Linked DNA regions of Gasterosteus aculeatus: region 2 is linked to region 1. Evidence: chromatin contacts called from public Hi-C data. All regions are on one chromosome and are shown on one strand. The core of a region is the stretch at or near the end of the contact, and the rest is flanking DNA. Distances in the headings are between cores, read along the strand shown.

What was found. Hi-C and Micro-C count contacts between places; a contact is called where the count stands out from the background.
Region 2: a contact with region 1 is called in a Hi-C map of liver, with 2.8 times the contacts expected there. The contact joins the enhancer-like site here to the promoter of mef2d in region 1. A contact is called at or near these places in 5 of 6 Hi-C or Micro-C datasets (liver, skeletal muscle, tail fin and 1 more).

Annotation. Positions count from the first base shown.
Region 1 is chr20:1,104,454-1,107,351 of fGasAcu3.hap1.1, reverse strand. It overlaps mef2d (myocyte enhancer factor 2d), which reads right to left and starts at 1,376. Exons shown (of 14, transcript XM_078094323.1): 1 at 1,167-1,376.
Region 2 is chr20:1,141,404-1,144,301 of fGasAcu3.hap1.1, reverse strand. It overlaps mef2d (myocyte enhancer factor 2d), which reads right to left. Exons shown (of 14, transcript XM_078094323.1): 7 at 1,005-1,183. Among protein-coding and RNA genes, the nearest start is that of LOC120814983, 15 kb to the left of the region's middle. Within about 2 kb of position 1,546, at least 7 of the 9 cell types and tissues checked have open chromatin away from gene starts, as enhancers often do.

The DNA.
Region 1 (2,898 bases), core at 127-2,626:
TATGGGAGCAGAGGAGTCGCCCCCTGCTGGTCACTACAGAGAAGTAGAGTCATTTCCTCATAGACGTCTATGGGAGCAGAGGAGTCGCCCCCTGCTGGTCACTACAGAGAAGTAGAGTCATTTCCTCATAGACGTCTATGGGAGCAGAGGAGTCGCCCCCTGCTGGTCACTACAGAGAAGTAGAGTCATTTCCTCATAGACGTCTATGGGAGCAGAGGAGTCGCCCCCTGCTGGTCACTACAGAGAAGTAGAGTCATTTCCTCATAGACGTCTATGGGAGCAGAGGAGTCGCCCCCTGCTGGTCACTACAGAGAATGCAGCTTCACCTCAGGAGCGCAGGTTCTGCGTGCATGACACCAGACAGAGGAGCCCAGCAGCTGGAGCTCAGGGTTCCCCTCCCCACCGACCTGAGGCGCTCACCTGTCGGCCCCTTAGGGAACGACCCCCCCCTCATCCCCGTCTCCTGCTTCCACGGGCAAAATGGATTCTGGTTGGAGGAAATTAGAAGTTTGATGGCCCTCTCTCCCGGGAGAAAAGCAATCACGCTCCAACGAGGACACAATTGTCGCACTGGGCTCATGAAAGAGACATAAAAAGATTTGTCAGACACAAAAGCTTAAAGGATATGAGGAAGAACGCGTACAATATGCGTATTTTATATTAAAAAGGGGGGGGGGGGCGCGTGCAAAACACCGCAATGTAAAGCTGTCATTTCTTACTAAAATTAATGGCGCGATAAAAGTTGCCAATAAACTAGAACGTAAAATCACATTAAAAAAATACACACACGCGCACGCACGCACGCGCCCACACACACACACACACACACACGCACAGCGGGGCTGACACTTGCTGTAAATCGCTCCTGACAGCTTTGCGGAGCGTTGTCGGTGGCGCGCGCGCCTCGGAGGAGGGAAAGGTGGCGCTCCGCTTTGATGCTGAGGAACAACCCGGGGCTGCGCGTGCCCTTGACCCGCGGACACGCGGAGCTTCTTTCCGTTTCTGTTACTACAACGACACAAACACGCACGCACCTCCAGCACGGCAGCCGGACGCCACAGCTGTCACACACACACACGCACACACACACAAACACACTGACACAAACAAACACACACACACACACACACACGGGAGGAAACAGAAACGTAGCAGCAGCGACTTACCCGCGCAGCGCGTCCACATCTGTTCACCGACACTCGAACGCGCACTTTGGTTGCGTTCAGGCACGAGAGGACCACGCGGGGACAATGTAAAAGAAAAGATAAAATAAAGTAGAAATGCGTGTCTTCCTACTTGATGTGGCAGGTAACTCTTGAGTTGAGGCGAATGGAGCCCTGATCCTCCCTGAGAGGGGCTGGCTGTCCCTGACCGACGGGCCGGCGCGGCCAATGACAGCGAGCCGTGCGCGACGCCTCGGCCAATCGGATCGCCGGCGCTGAGCGAATCGCGGGAGGGGGGCGGGGGAAAGGGAGGCGAGCTGTGAAGTAGGAAGGGCTGATGGCGACATCATGTGTTAGGAGTTTGTATCCCTCCGCCCTGTCGGAGCCGTGAGAGCAGCGGCTCCACTTCCGGTGCTTTTGTTATTTTTATTTAAATAAAACTTAAATAAAATAAATATTTATTTACACATGTATAAATAAAATGTTGTTATGAAATATATTCATGAGTGATGTTATGTAGATACTGAGGGAATTATTTAAACATTTACACAGCAGCAACCAACCGTGTCTCGTGCTGGCATGCATTTATTTGCATTAATGGTACGTTGTTGTATTATTGTTAGTATTGATCTTGTTTACAGGTGCTCATTGTTCTTAATGCATATTTAAGTTCTCTGCTTTACTTTCACCGGATGCTGAACAAGCGGTGACCCGCGCCCTACTTCTCTGTGCCGAGGCGGAGGAACACCGTGTTTACGCTGAGCTGAGGACACGGACGCTCGGTGACGTGCGTGGTCAGCGGGGCGCGTGTGGCAACCACACGCACGAAAAATTGGCTTTCGCGCGACTGCACGCGCACAATTATTTTTGGCGGAAGACTTCACGCGCAGAGTTTCGTTTTCTAGCCTCCTGTCGACGTAACTGCGCGAGGTTACGTGTGACGTCAGCGAGTAGCTGTGACATTCAAAGTAACGCGGGCTCGTGCGTGCGATGCTTTTCGGCCTCATAGATTTGTGGAGAGTCATTATTTATATATAAGTCACGTTTTACTTAATTCACCTTTAATACATATAACATATAATATACAATATATATAAACAATTAAAATAAATATTTCCATTAAATATAACGCGAAAAACGTATTTAAAACACCATATGTTTATTCAAATATGCAGTAAAAAAATTAAAAATATTTAAAAAGTGAAACAAATCCAGGCCTGAGTAGAGAACAGTGAGTGCTGAAGTAACAACAATTATTATGGAGACAGAATAAGTTACTTGTGGTAGTTGATTTGTTAGAAATCAACCTGTTATTGTAGTCTCATGTTTCTCACTATAAGGTTCGGGTCCCTCCTAAGGGTCACCCGATATGTCCTGAGATGATCATAAACTCACATAAGTCTACTTTTTTTTTTCAGGAACTAAAGTATTTAAAGGCTTCATTGTCGTATGTTTGGGGATGTGGTAAAGAACATGTGACCCCCCCCCCCCACCTCTCACCCCCTCTCACCCCAAAACCGCTGACTTTCACCAAAAGTCCGCTCAGGCATCCCTGAGGAATGTGAACCAGAGCCACCGTGTGGACATGTGGCGGTCCCACGGGGGGGGGGGGGACGTGCCTCCGAGTCTGGTAACGCAACACATGGAGACAGCCGGGGGGGGGGGGGCTCCAGGAATCACACACGGCTTCATAAAAATGAAGCGAGGGGGACAAAGAGCGAGAGACAGCTGCAAT
Region 2 (2,898 bases), core at 297-2,796, 37 kb before region 1:
GTGTGTGTGTCTGTGTGTGTCTGTGTGTGTGTCTGTGTGTGCGTGATTTTTCTGATCTTTCTTCAGTCTGATCCTGCAGAGCATCGACACTCGAGGATGAAACCAAACACGCACATGATCATCTTCCACATGGAGGGAGTCAGCCGGTCGCTCCGCTTCCCCACAACATCCCCCAAATACGTCACTTTAAGCTCTGTGTTCGCTCATAAATGTATTTCTTCAATGTTTAATGTGACAAAATGCAACGTTCTGCTGCTGTACATTCTGGGGAGTGTGTGGGTTGGTAAGCCTCCCATACTTCCACTTATTAAGATTAAGATGTCTCCATGCTAAGCTATGTTAGCCATGCCAGCAGCTTCATATGATAACTGAATTAATACGTCCTCCTTTTTAAACTTGTGTTTTTCTGCTAAATTGAGTACTCAGCAAAGAGGAGTTTTGTTATTCAAAGACTTCCTGTCTCATTATTCTGTTGTTGTGGTTTGGGGGTCTCAGCTCCCTGTGAACCCTGCAGGACTCTCCAGGAAACCAGCGCAACGGCTGATTGGCGGATCCACACCGTGCGTCAGCTCAAAGTCAAGAAGTGTATTCACCTCACTCACCAACTCCAGCTCTTCCTCAGTCTGCTCAGCAGGAGGAGGAGGAGGAAGAAGAGGAGGAGGAGGATGAAGAGGAATAAGAAAAAGAGGAAAAGGAGAATGAGGAGGAAGAGAAGGAAAAACATGGAAGGAGGAGGAAGAAGAGAATGAGGAGGAGGAAACAGAAGAGGAAGAGGAGAGAGTGAAAAACAGGACGCTTACGTTTCTGTAACAACTAACTGTAGTGAAATTATGAAGAAACATGAAAAGAAAGAAGAATATTACAGAAGTATTTTTAAAATCCTCCTCTTGGATAAGAGATCACATCTATTTCAACGCCTAAACATGACAGTTCATGACGACCCCCTACCCGACGTGGTCACGTGACTCCGTGACTCCGCCCCCCCGTGCGCCCGGCGTACTCACCAGCTGCATCAGGCTCTTGCCGCTCTGCGAGGTGATGACCCTCAGGTCCGGCTTGCGGCTGCTGACCATCTGAGGGCTGTGCGGGGGCGGGGACTTGGCCGGGACCACTTTCCCCAGGCTGTTGCCGTTGGATACGGAGAGGAGGCCCGGGGAGGCCCTGGCGCTGATGTAGCCGTTAGCTGGAGGGACGCAGAGAATTAAAGTAGTTTAATCATTTACAACATTGTTAACACTTTGTTTGATCACCAGACTTTAGAGACTCAACCGGCCGCATTCCAAACGCTTTCAGCCAAACGGCTCGCTTCTAAGAAGCAACAACGATACCTGTGCGTGTGTGTGTGTGCGTGTGTGTGTGTGCGTGTGTCTTATTTGGTTTACTCTCACCACTCTGTATATTTTTCATGTGCTACGGTTTCGTTAGTTTGAACGTTTCCTGGATGTTTTTAATGTCACTTAATGTTTTTTTAATCCTGGCATGTGATCTGGGTGTCATGACAACGGGCCTCCAGCAGACTGCAGCCTGTTCGTGGCGCTGAAAAGATCCGGACTCAAAACAGTCAAAGTGCGCACGAGAGGGACTTTCCCAGCCCTGACACACACACACACACACACACACACACACGCACACAGGAGTCAGGGTGTGTGTGAGATAGCAGATAGCACTTCTCCATGACGCCACCTCTAGACGACAGCGGCATGTGACTCTGTTTCATCTCAGCAGCACACACTCGAGGGACGGACACACACACACACACACACACACACACACAGTCCAACAACAACTACCCGGCCACCTCTGTAACCCTCTAACGTGAGGGAGAGAAAACACAGAACGCTGTGGGGGGGAACTGGAGAAGAGGACAAAGAGGAAGTTGAGGAGTTTATTGTGTCAACAATAGAATATTATCATGACGATTAAATCATTCATTTCTGTATAATTATTACCCAACTATACACGTGGATGCTGAGGAGGTCACAAGTTAAATCTCCCCCCTGCGATTGAAGCTTGTGTGAGGCTGTGTGTGTGTGTGTGTGAGTGTGTGTGTGTTGCATGAATACACTCCGATCCCACGAGTGAGTCACAGAGATGTTGATGCCTCCGTGGTTTTATTTACGTATGTTTACTCTTTGTATCGGCTCTTAAATGTGTTGTTCTCCATGTGTGAGTGTGTGCGTGTGAGGGGTGTGTGCGTGTGTGTGTGTGCGCGTGTGAGGGGTGTGTGCGTGTGTGTGTGTGTGTGTGTTAAGTCTCCTATTACGCGAGGCCGGGTGTGGGAATGTGTGGAATGCTGGGTGACGTCAATGGTGACATTCCAGGAGCCCCGAGTCCCAGGACAACAGCTGAGGACGACAGATCCAAGAGAGGAAGAGGAGGTGAAGAAGAGGAGAGGAGGAGGAGGAGAAGAAGAGGAGAGGAGGAGGAGGAGGTGAAGAAGAGGAGAGGAGGAGGAGGAGGTGAAGAAGAGGAGAGGAGGAGGAGGTGAAGGTGAAGAAGAGGAGAGGAGGAGGAGGAAGTCGTTGAGAAGAAGATTAAAGAGGAGAAAGTGGAGATGGAGGGAAGGAAGCAATATGGACACACAGAGGAAAGAGGAGTTAAGGCTAAAGGAAAAGGAGAGAAAAGGAGGCACAGGGAGAGAGAAAGAGGCCACATAGCAGGGGAGGTTTTAGGGCGGGGCTTACTGTGATTGACAGCTTTGTCGTCACCGTATGTTTATGGAGCAGATTTGATCTAACGCTATTGATCTTTGTGAATACCACACTGATAAACTACGTTCTCTTTCATTGACGACCTGCTACACGGCGTGTGAACCATCCGACGCGGTGGCGTTGAAATGAAAGTCTTCTTATATTCATGGGGCGAGGAAGAGGAAGGAGGAAGGAGGAAGGGGGAAGC